Linked DNA regions of Rattus norvegicus: regions 1 and 3 are each linked to region 2. A link is a contact called in public Hi-C data. All regions are on one chromosome and are shown on one strand. The core of a region is the stretch at or near the end of the contact, and the rest is flanking DNA. Distances in the headings are between cores, read along the strand shown.

Region 1 (2,700 bases), core at 118-2,617, 480 kb before region 2:
GTGACTCAGATTACAGTTCCCAACATGTTTCTGTCTGACTCCTAAAAGAGAGCACTGACTTTTATTGAAAACCTTATGAGTCCAGCTTATTTTTCGAAAAAGTCACTTTTATCCTTTCAGACAAGGGTATGAGATTTAGCTGTTAATTAAAACTGGGGTACAATATACACTGGCCTTTCACATTTACTTTTTACTTAGTACTAGAGTACTACACTAAGCACAAAGGTCAGAAAAGTCTGAGGCAAGATTTCCTCCATAAATATACCTTGCTTAAGGAGTTTTCAGGTGACGGAAAGTAACTCTAACAAGAACCTGCTCGCCTTTAGAATAAACCCAGTTTTCTATGAAGCCTTCTTTCCTGCTAAACTCCAGTATTTCTGGAGGAAAGAAATCTTGTTCATCGTCTCCTAGATGCCAAGGCCAGGAAAGCTCATCTTGGTATAAGTGTGACGCACTGTTGAGCACAGTAAAATTAATGGTCTAAGTTTATTATTATTGATAATATTATTATCCCGGGGTTGAGGATTTAGCTCAGTGGTAGAGAGCTTGCCTAGCAAGCGCAAGGCCCTGGGTTCAGTCCCCAGCTCCGAAAAAAAAAAAAAAAATACTATTATCCTTTGAATTAAAGATCTAACCAAACAAGTTGGACTCACAGGGACAGTAACTTTAAAGGCTTGGCAAACAAACTTTGGTAACCCCGTGTGATATGGACCAAGATGGAAGGAATTTATTGATACACCATAAAGACTTTGAGGAAAAAAAGAAAAAGAAAAAACATTACTCTGGGGAGGCGGGGGACCAGTAACCGGAAGGCAGAATATTAGAACTAAATACTCATTAAATTACCTCCCTGTTAGTTGGCTAAGGGTCTACGAACAGCGGTTTCCAGGAATACGGCCATCTGCACGAAAACTAGACATAACACTGTCCTGTCCAGTCAAGGGAACCTTAAGCTCATAATCCAGTCAAGTTTTGGTTGAAGTCACTTCGGTAGCTCAAAGGCGGGTCAGGAAGCCGACTCCAACTCCAGGAGTCGGGCCTCTTACCTTGCAAACAGGACCTGGAATACGATCTTTTTCTTCCTCCGCCTCTTTTGCCACATCGGCCTGCTTAGCTGGCTGCCCGGCATCTTTCCGGTTCTTTTTTGGCTTCTTTGCTTGAACCTCCAGGTCCCCACGCCGCTTTCTCTTAGTCGCCGCCATCCTGCCTCGCCGCGTTAGTTGCTGTCCACACTTCCGGTTCCGCCGCTCGCTCCTTCTTCCGATCTCTATGGTAGTGCACGCTGAGCCCTGAGTTAGTCATCCAGCTCTCAGACGCTTTCTTCCGGTCTTGTGGTAGACTATCTAGGCACCCGGCGGCTCGGTGGTGACGGTGGCCTGGTTGGCTGCGGGTCTGAACAGTGGCGGGAGCTGTTTGCCAGGCTTGCTGGCTTCTGGATTCTCAGGGTGTTCTTCTTGGGGCTAGGCTGACAAGGGCTTTACGGGATCGGACGTCACCTCAAAGGCAGGGGCCTGGCGCCCGGGGCTCCCCTTAGTGGCCGCTGTGCGGCGAGCGGGCTGGTGAGCTGGGTGACGGTCGGCGCCGCGGTCTAAGGTGTCTGTGGCGGGCTAAGGTTGGTGGCGCTCAGAGGGGCTAAGCAGGCCTCGTGCTCTTGTTACCCTGTAGGAACCCGCGCCAATTAGAACTACCCAGTGAATTGCATTTTCCGGCTGTATCAGACAAGGAAACCGTAGTTTTGAGACATGGAGATAGAATGTTCCCGATTTCGGCTCGGGTTGAGATCGCCAGTCCTGTTAGCACTGATCGCGGGGTTTGTTGTTCCGTGTCTCAGGTTTTCGGAGATCTTCCGGAAGAGGAGCATCCTTCTCTCTGAGCTGAACGTACAGTGGTCCACCCATGCCTCTCCTAACCCAGTACAATGAGGATGAGTACGAACAGTACTGCTTAGTGGCCAGCCTTGACAACGTTAGGAATCTCTCCACTGTCTTGAAAGCCATTCACTTCAAAGAACACGCCACGTGTTTTGCTACTAAAAATGGAATCAAGGTTACCGTGGAAAATGCAAAGTGTGTGCAAGCCAATGCCTTTATTCAGGTATGGGGGAGTGGAGACATTTTTAAGCATTCCCTAACGAGTTTAACTTGAAGGACTTATTCCATAAAACTCAAGTTAGAGAACAAAATGCCTACTTTTTTCTTTCCTGCCAACAAATACTTTCCCCATCTTGTCTCACACAGATGAACGATTACTAGTGACAGTTTATTAATGAGACACTCATCACCATTTACCTTTTATAGACACTTTATCTTTCCTATTTGACATAAGTGGCACCAGACTTAATTTTCAATAGTCTTATTTAGTTAGGATAACAACCGAGAATGTTTACTCTTTACAATATAATTATTGAAATGCATGTTTTAGTTTTTCCTCTTACTGGCTGTAATAGCATTTTTCCCCCCGAGGCAGTCTAACATATGGCCCTGGTTACCTGGAACTTGCTTTTGTAGACTAGATCGACTTCAAGTTCTTGGAGATCAGCCTGCTTCTGCCTTGTATTGAAGTACTGGCATCAAAGCCCCACCATCACCCACAGCTATAATCTATTCTTATGTAGTATTTGTATGAGTCAGGTCGGAGCTCAATGTTCAATTCATGTTTTTGAACGCTTGAGTATAGTATCAACTCACAATTATGTAGGAA
Region 2 (2,700 bases), core at 137-2,636:
GGAAAGATCCGAAGTGTTGAGACCTCCTACCAGTGTCTGCTTTGTCTGGGCCTCTGGGTAACTCGGTGCTCTGAGACGGTTTGTAAAGCATGATGCTGGCTAGGACCTGTGAGTCCTGTGACTATGATCCTGTATGTAAGCTCAAATCACATCTGTCCCATTGTTTTGTTTTGTTTTGTTTCAGAAAAATAGAAAGGAAGCAACTGATAAAATGTTAATGTCTCTATGTGGAAGTCAGCCGTACCATTCCGTGCCATTTTCTTTTTCCTAAGAATTGGATAGAATGAGGCTTGAGCAAGGGTAGCCACTTGAGAAGCATCGGACACTCAGAGAGCATTAGGGACCACGTGGAAGTTGTCTACCTCTAGCAGGAGGCACCTCATTCAGAGAGAGCACACAGACCGCTTGACCCTGAAGTGTCTTAAAACTCAGTAGCTGGTTAAAAGTGTTTTGGCTACAACTATGTAGCATTCCGCCTTTGCTTTTATTATCTGCCCCACTTGTTAATAGTTGGTGCGGGAGATTCCTAGCATTCACACCTACCTCTGTTCAGTTTCCTAGAGCTTTTAAAAACTGCGTCTGGCCACCTATACACAAGCTCCACCCATTACTGAGAAGTTAAAGAAAAAAAGACCTGTAAATGTGGATGGGTATTTGTGATTATTTTGTTGTACTTTAAAGGCTGAAAAAGGTTTCTAACTCAAAAATTGTAATTGTCCATAAAACTGACAGCTGACAAACCAAATTAGTTTCTAAAGTTCTCTCATTTAACCCAAGATTAATATTCTGATATTTCAGACTCTTCTAAATGCTGGGATTATACGCGTGCATACCACCGGTGTTTTAAGTGCTGCTGGCCTCCATGCACGAACTTAGCAACTGATCTACACACCCTTGGCCCTTTCTCTTAAAACGAAGGGGATCTAGGACAGGTTTCAAAGTGTTGCAGGGTGGAAACTAGTTTTCAGGGCTGCGAGGGAGACACCCAGTGGACTACCACAGCTCAGCAAACGTCCTTGCCTCCTTACTTTGGTCTAAGTAGTGAGGTGCTTGGGTACCTTTAGTCACGTAGTGCGGGGTGAGAGTAAGGATTCAGGCCGCGCAGTGAGAGTGTCAGAAGAGGACCCGCACAACACGGGGTTGTCAAGGTCCAGGATGCAATTCACGACCTAAACCGGAGACCAAAGGTCAGCAGCTAAACCTAGGGTGGGCAGGAAGTGAGCAAGTGCGCAGCCTCCGGGGAGGTGGTGCGCAGGCGCATGAAGGGGGCGGCGGTGTGGGGAGGAGAGTGGGTGGAGGATGGACAGAGGGCGGGCAGAGGGCGGGCGGCGGGGTGTGTACAATAAACTGCGGTCCCGCGCCGGGCCGCTCAGATGTCACCGTAGGGTTGGCCATGGCGCTGCGTGGCGTCAGGGTTCTGGAGCTGGCAGGCCTGGCCCCAGGGCCGTTCTGCGGGATGATCCTGGCGGACTTCGGCGCCGAGGTGGTGCTCGTGGACAGACTGGGCTCCGTGAACCACCCCAGTCACCTGGCCCGAGGCAAGCGCTCGCTGGCGCTGGACCTGAAGCGGTCTCCGGGAGCCGCGGTGTTGCGGCGCATGTGCGCACGCGCGGACGTGTTGCTGGAGCCCTTCCGTTGCGGTGAGCCCTGCCGCACTGAAAGATGACATTCTCTCCTGCCGGGTTACTCCAAGCTTCTCTGACTCCTTTTTTTTTTTTTTTTTTTCGGAGCTGGGGACCGAACCCAGGGCCTTGCGCTTGCTAGGCAAGCACTCTACCACTGAGCTAAATCCCCAACCCCCTCTCTGACTCCTTCTTAAGACTTTTAATTTGCTCCCCCCACCCCACCCCACCCCACCCCCAAGCACTCTTTCAGATTTGCCTTTATTAATTATTTGGGGAATATTGAACCGTATGAGAATCTAGTGCAAGAGACAGATTGAAAAACTTCAATTGAATGTAGCCACTGACCCTTTGATATGCAATGTGCCTCTGCACTAAAGCCAATGACAGACCATGGCTAACCCTTCCCCTAAATGGCTGGTATTCCCAAGCTCCATCTTCAAGATCACTTCATTTACTTTGGGCCGTACGAAAACATTGTTTTAATGCTCTGTAGACAAACGACCAAGTCGTTAACAGAATCCGTTTTTTGAGCATTTGCATGCTTGGTGACATGCACTTCCAACTGTCACAAACCCTGAACCAAGTCTGAAGGCATTTCCTCCTGTATTAACTCAGAGCATTCACCCCGACCTGCTCCTTACTAATATTGTAAGCCAATAAGTTTGACAATGAAATGGGACAGGAGAGGGTCACCAGGCACATTTATATTTAACTCTCTTAGTTCTCACAAGCATACCTGAGCACAGTGAGTTTAGGATTAAATCGCAATGTTAAAATGCTCCATTTGAAAATGAGCATGGGTCACTGTGGTTAAGTAGTTTCTCCAAGTGACTCTTAATTCTGACAACTTTCACCAAAATCACAACTAACAATGTTAGTATTACTTGGAAGTGTCTGTCCTTTAGTTTGCCCTGGAGTAGGAATTATTCCTGTCTGTGATTCATGCTCTCTGTAAAAACAAAACTGACAGGTAATTTCTCTACTGGTGAAATGAACCAGTTCAAGCCACACTAGATTATATTAAAGGCCGGGTTATTGGGAAACTGCTCTCTGGCAGGGGAGTTCACTGGTCCCA
Region 3 (2,700 bases), core at 109-2,608, 260 kb before region 2:
CACTCCCGGGACAAAGCAAAGTCTAACCTCCCTGGGATTCACAGGCTTTCTCCGATTATGTTCAAACCCAGAGGAGATGAAAGAGCTAACGCTAGATCCTCTAAGGGACCAAACTAGTTCCTGTCTAAGGCAGCCTTCACAACCTTGAGATCTCAAACCCAAGACAATGGGCAATCCGCTAGTCCCAGGCAGATCCGCGCTATCCCTCCTAAAGCGGCTAACACTCAAATTACCTGTGAGTCCAGAGTGAAGGGAGACAGCAGGTAAGAAGTGAGTGGCCTGGCATCTGCATACTTGGTAACGGCAGTAAAGCAGTGCCGGGCTCCTTGGAAAAGAAAGCCTGGCTTTATATAAAGTCCAGGCCTCTGTGAGGTCACCCCTGCCTCTTTAAGTCACAGTGGGCTCCATCTGCTTTAATCTCCCCATCTGTTGCCTTTCCAGACTTAACACCCCACTGCCACCACCACCACCGAAGGAGATGCGAAATCCAAAATGAAAAACCGCTGGAAACTGCAGAACCTAAACTGGGGACACAAACTGGCCCAAGACAGCAGGAGTTGAAAGAACGATGCCCGCCTGCCCTCCCAGAGGGTCTCGATGGATGGCGACCGAAGCCCAGCAGCTTGGAGTGTGCCCCAACTCCAGCATCCTCCTCCCCGCCCTCCTAAGAGCTGTGGTGGGGGGAAATAACAAGGAGGGTGGGGGACAGGGGGCTGTGACAGCTTAGGGCGGTCTCGCCTGCGTCCTCCGGACAGCTCACCCGCTCCCTTGAGTCCGTAAAGGAACAATAGCGGACTGTGGGTCTCTAGAGCCACCCGGCGTCTCCCGCTCCCACCTCCGTCTTCTGCTTTTCCAAGTTCAGCCAAGAGGTGGGTCGAGCCAGGGAGCAAGGACTGGGGTACCGGACCCCGGGCAGGGCACGCAGGTGGGACAGGCTGTCCCGGGGGCGCAGACACATCGTTCTCCCGAATCCGGTCATTCATTCCCACCCGCGCTCCCTCGGCAGACGCCCCGCGCCACTGCCCCGCACCAGACCGCCAGAGGAGGCGAGCCCCTTTTCCAAACTAAGTCGGACCTCTCTTTCTGCCAGAGCCCCACCATCCTCCCATTCCTCCTCTCCCCAACCCCCAACTGTCTTCCGTGGACAGTGGGCGGCCAAAGCTGTGTCCAGACCATAACTCCAGCCCCGCGCTCCTCCCGGCGCCCGGAGCTCGGCGCAGTCCCAGACACAAAGGCGGGGACCGAGCCCAGAGCCCGCACCCCAGCCTCCCGGCTCCGCGCGGTCACTCACCCCATCCAAGCGGCTGCCTCAGCTCCGGGCCCGGCTGGCCGTCCCGCCCGCCGCTTCCCCAGGAAAGCGCGGCTGCCGGGCTCGCTTCCTGCTCGGCTTCCTGCACTGGGTCCCTCCTCCTCCTCTTCCTCCTCCTCCTCCTCCTTCTCCTCCTCCTCCCTCTCCTCCTCCTCCCGAGGCTGGGTCAGTGGGCGCTCAGCTCCCGGGCTCCGCCGGCAGGGCGGGGGCAACGGCAGCACCACCACGTGGCCGCCGGGCGCCGGCCCCCGACCTGGATCCCGTGGGCTCAAGGAGGGAGGTGCTGGCCACTCCCACCCCGCGCGGCCCCAAATTCCCGGAGTCAGGTGACCTGGCCCCGGAGCAGCTCCCGGGACCTGCAGGAGGTGCTCCCCGACCGCCCACGCCTCGGCTCGCGGCGCCTCCAGGACGTCCACGCTCGCTTTTGATTTCTGTGGAACGCGGGAATCCTTCTCCGTGGGTCTGTCTCACACCTTAACTTGAAGTTAGTGGGATCCACGGTATGCGGGTTCCACTGCTGGGGTAGGGATAAGGACCCGAGAAAGTATTGTTTCTGGTCCATTTCCAAAGTTATCTGTAGTCTTGGGAAAAGCAGAGTCATTGACCCAAAGCCCGCTCTGAACCAAACAGGAATCGGTTCCATTTTCGTTGTGAACGAAAAGAAAGTAAACCAGAATGTACTCACATTTTCTGGGCTGAACCAGTTGGTTGGAGCGACTGTTTCTTAACACTCCTCAGGTGGTGAGACAAAACTTACTTGTGCTCTGCTCGGGAGTTGGGAGACTATCTGCAGCCTGCAGGGACAGGCTAGACGGGAGTCGGAGCGCCCTCAGCAGGGTGCCTTGAGTTGGAAGTCCTGAGATCCGGTGAAGCTTCCCTCCCCCAGACCACCAGGACCGGACTTCTGAACCGAATCGACTTCTCCATTAATTCTGAGGATTTGAAATCTCTCCACTATTCCCCTGATTTAAGTAGGCTTTTTAGTTCCACTAGCCAGCTAGGTCGTAGAAAGTTTAACTCACCAAAGCTCCACGGGACTCCTGGTTGGTGGTGTGTCTTTCGCACAGAGAGGTTTCTAGCGATTTTTGCTAGGATCGACTGTAAGTCCACTGAAGGAAGTAAGGAGGAAAAACAGCCAATTCCAACAGAAGTGAGAGTCACCTTAACACCAACCAGTGTACAGTATCTTTGTGTGTGTTAGCATCAGATCGCGTGTGTTTTATCCCACTCCTTCGCTCCTTTCCCCAAGAGAACACCTTGCCTTAGCTTTCACAAGCAAACTTGCCAACTAGAAAACAAAAGCTTCATCTTTAGCTCAATAGCCTTTGCTTTCTAAGCACCATACATCAAAAAGATTCCCCCGGGGGAGTGGGAGTGGGGAGCCAATTCAA

Evidence for each region. A called contact is a pair of places that touch in the nucleus more often than the background predicts.
Region 1: a Hi-C map of mammary epithelial cells shows a contact between it and region 2, with 3 times the contacts expected there. The contact joins the promoter of Rad1 here to the promoter of Amacr in region 2. A contact is called at or near these places in 6 of 12 Hi-C or Micro-C datasets (the A7r5 cell line, the Rat2 cell line, Schwann cells and 3 more).
Region 3: a Hi-C map of the A7r5 cell line shows a contact between it and region 2, with 7 times the contacts expected there. The contact joins the promoter of Rai14 here to the promoter of Amacr in region 2. A contact is called at or near these places in 3 of 12 Hi-C or Micro-C datasets (the A7r5 cell line, Schwann cells and mammary epithelial cells).

The regions. Positions count from the first base shown.
Region 1 is chr2:61,187,442-61,190,141 of GRCr8, forward strand. It overlaps Rad1 (RAD1 checkpoint DNA exonuclease), which reads left to right and starts at 1,368. Exons shown (of 6, transcript NM_001106419.1): 1 at 1,368-1,612; 2 at 1,832-2,094. The coding sequence starts at 1,897. Brix1 (biogenesis of ribosomes BRX1) reads right to left here and starts at 1,206. Exons shown (of 10, transcript NM_001029915.1): 1 at 1,047-1,206. The coding sequence starts at 1,202.
Region 2 is chr2:61,671,949-61,674,648 of GRCr8, forward strand. Amacr (alpha-methylacyl-CoA racemase) reads left to right here and starts at 1,387. Exons shown (of 5, transcript NM_012816.2): 1 at 1,387-1,640. The coding sequence starts at 1,394.
Region 3 is chr2:61,407,695-61,410,394 of GRCr8, forward strand. It overlaps Rai14 (retinoic acid induced 14), which reads right to left and starts at 1,359. Exons shown (of 18, transcript NM_001399209.1): 1 at 1,292-1,359.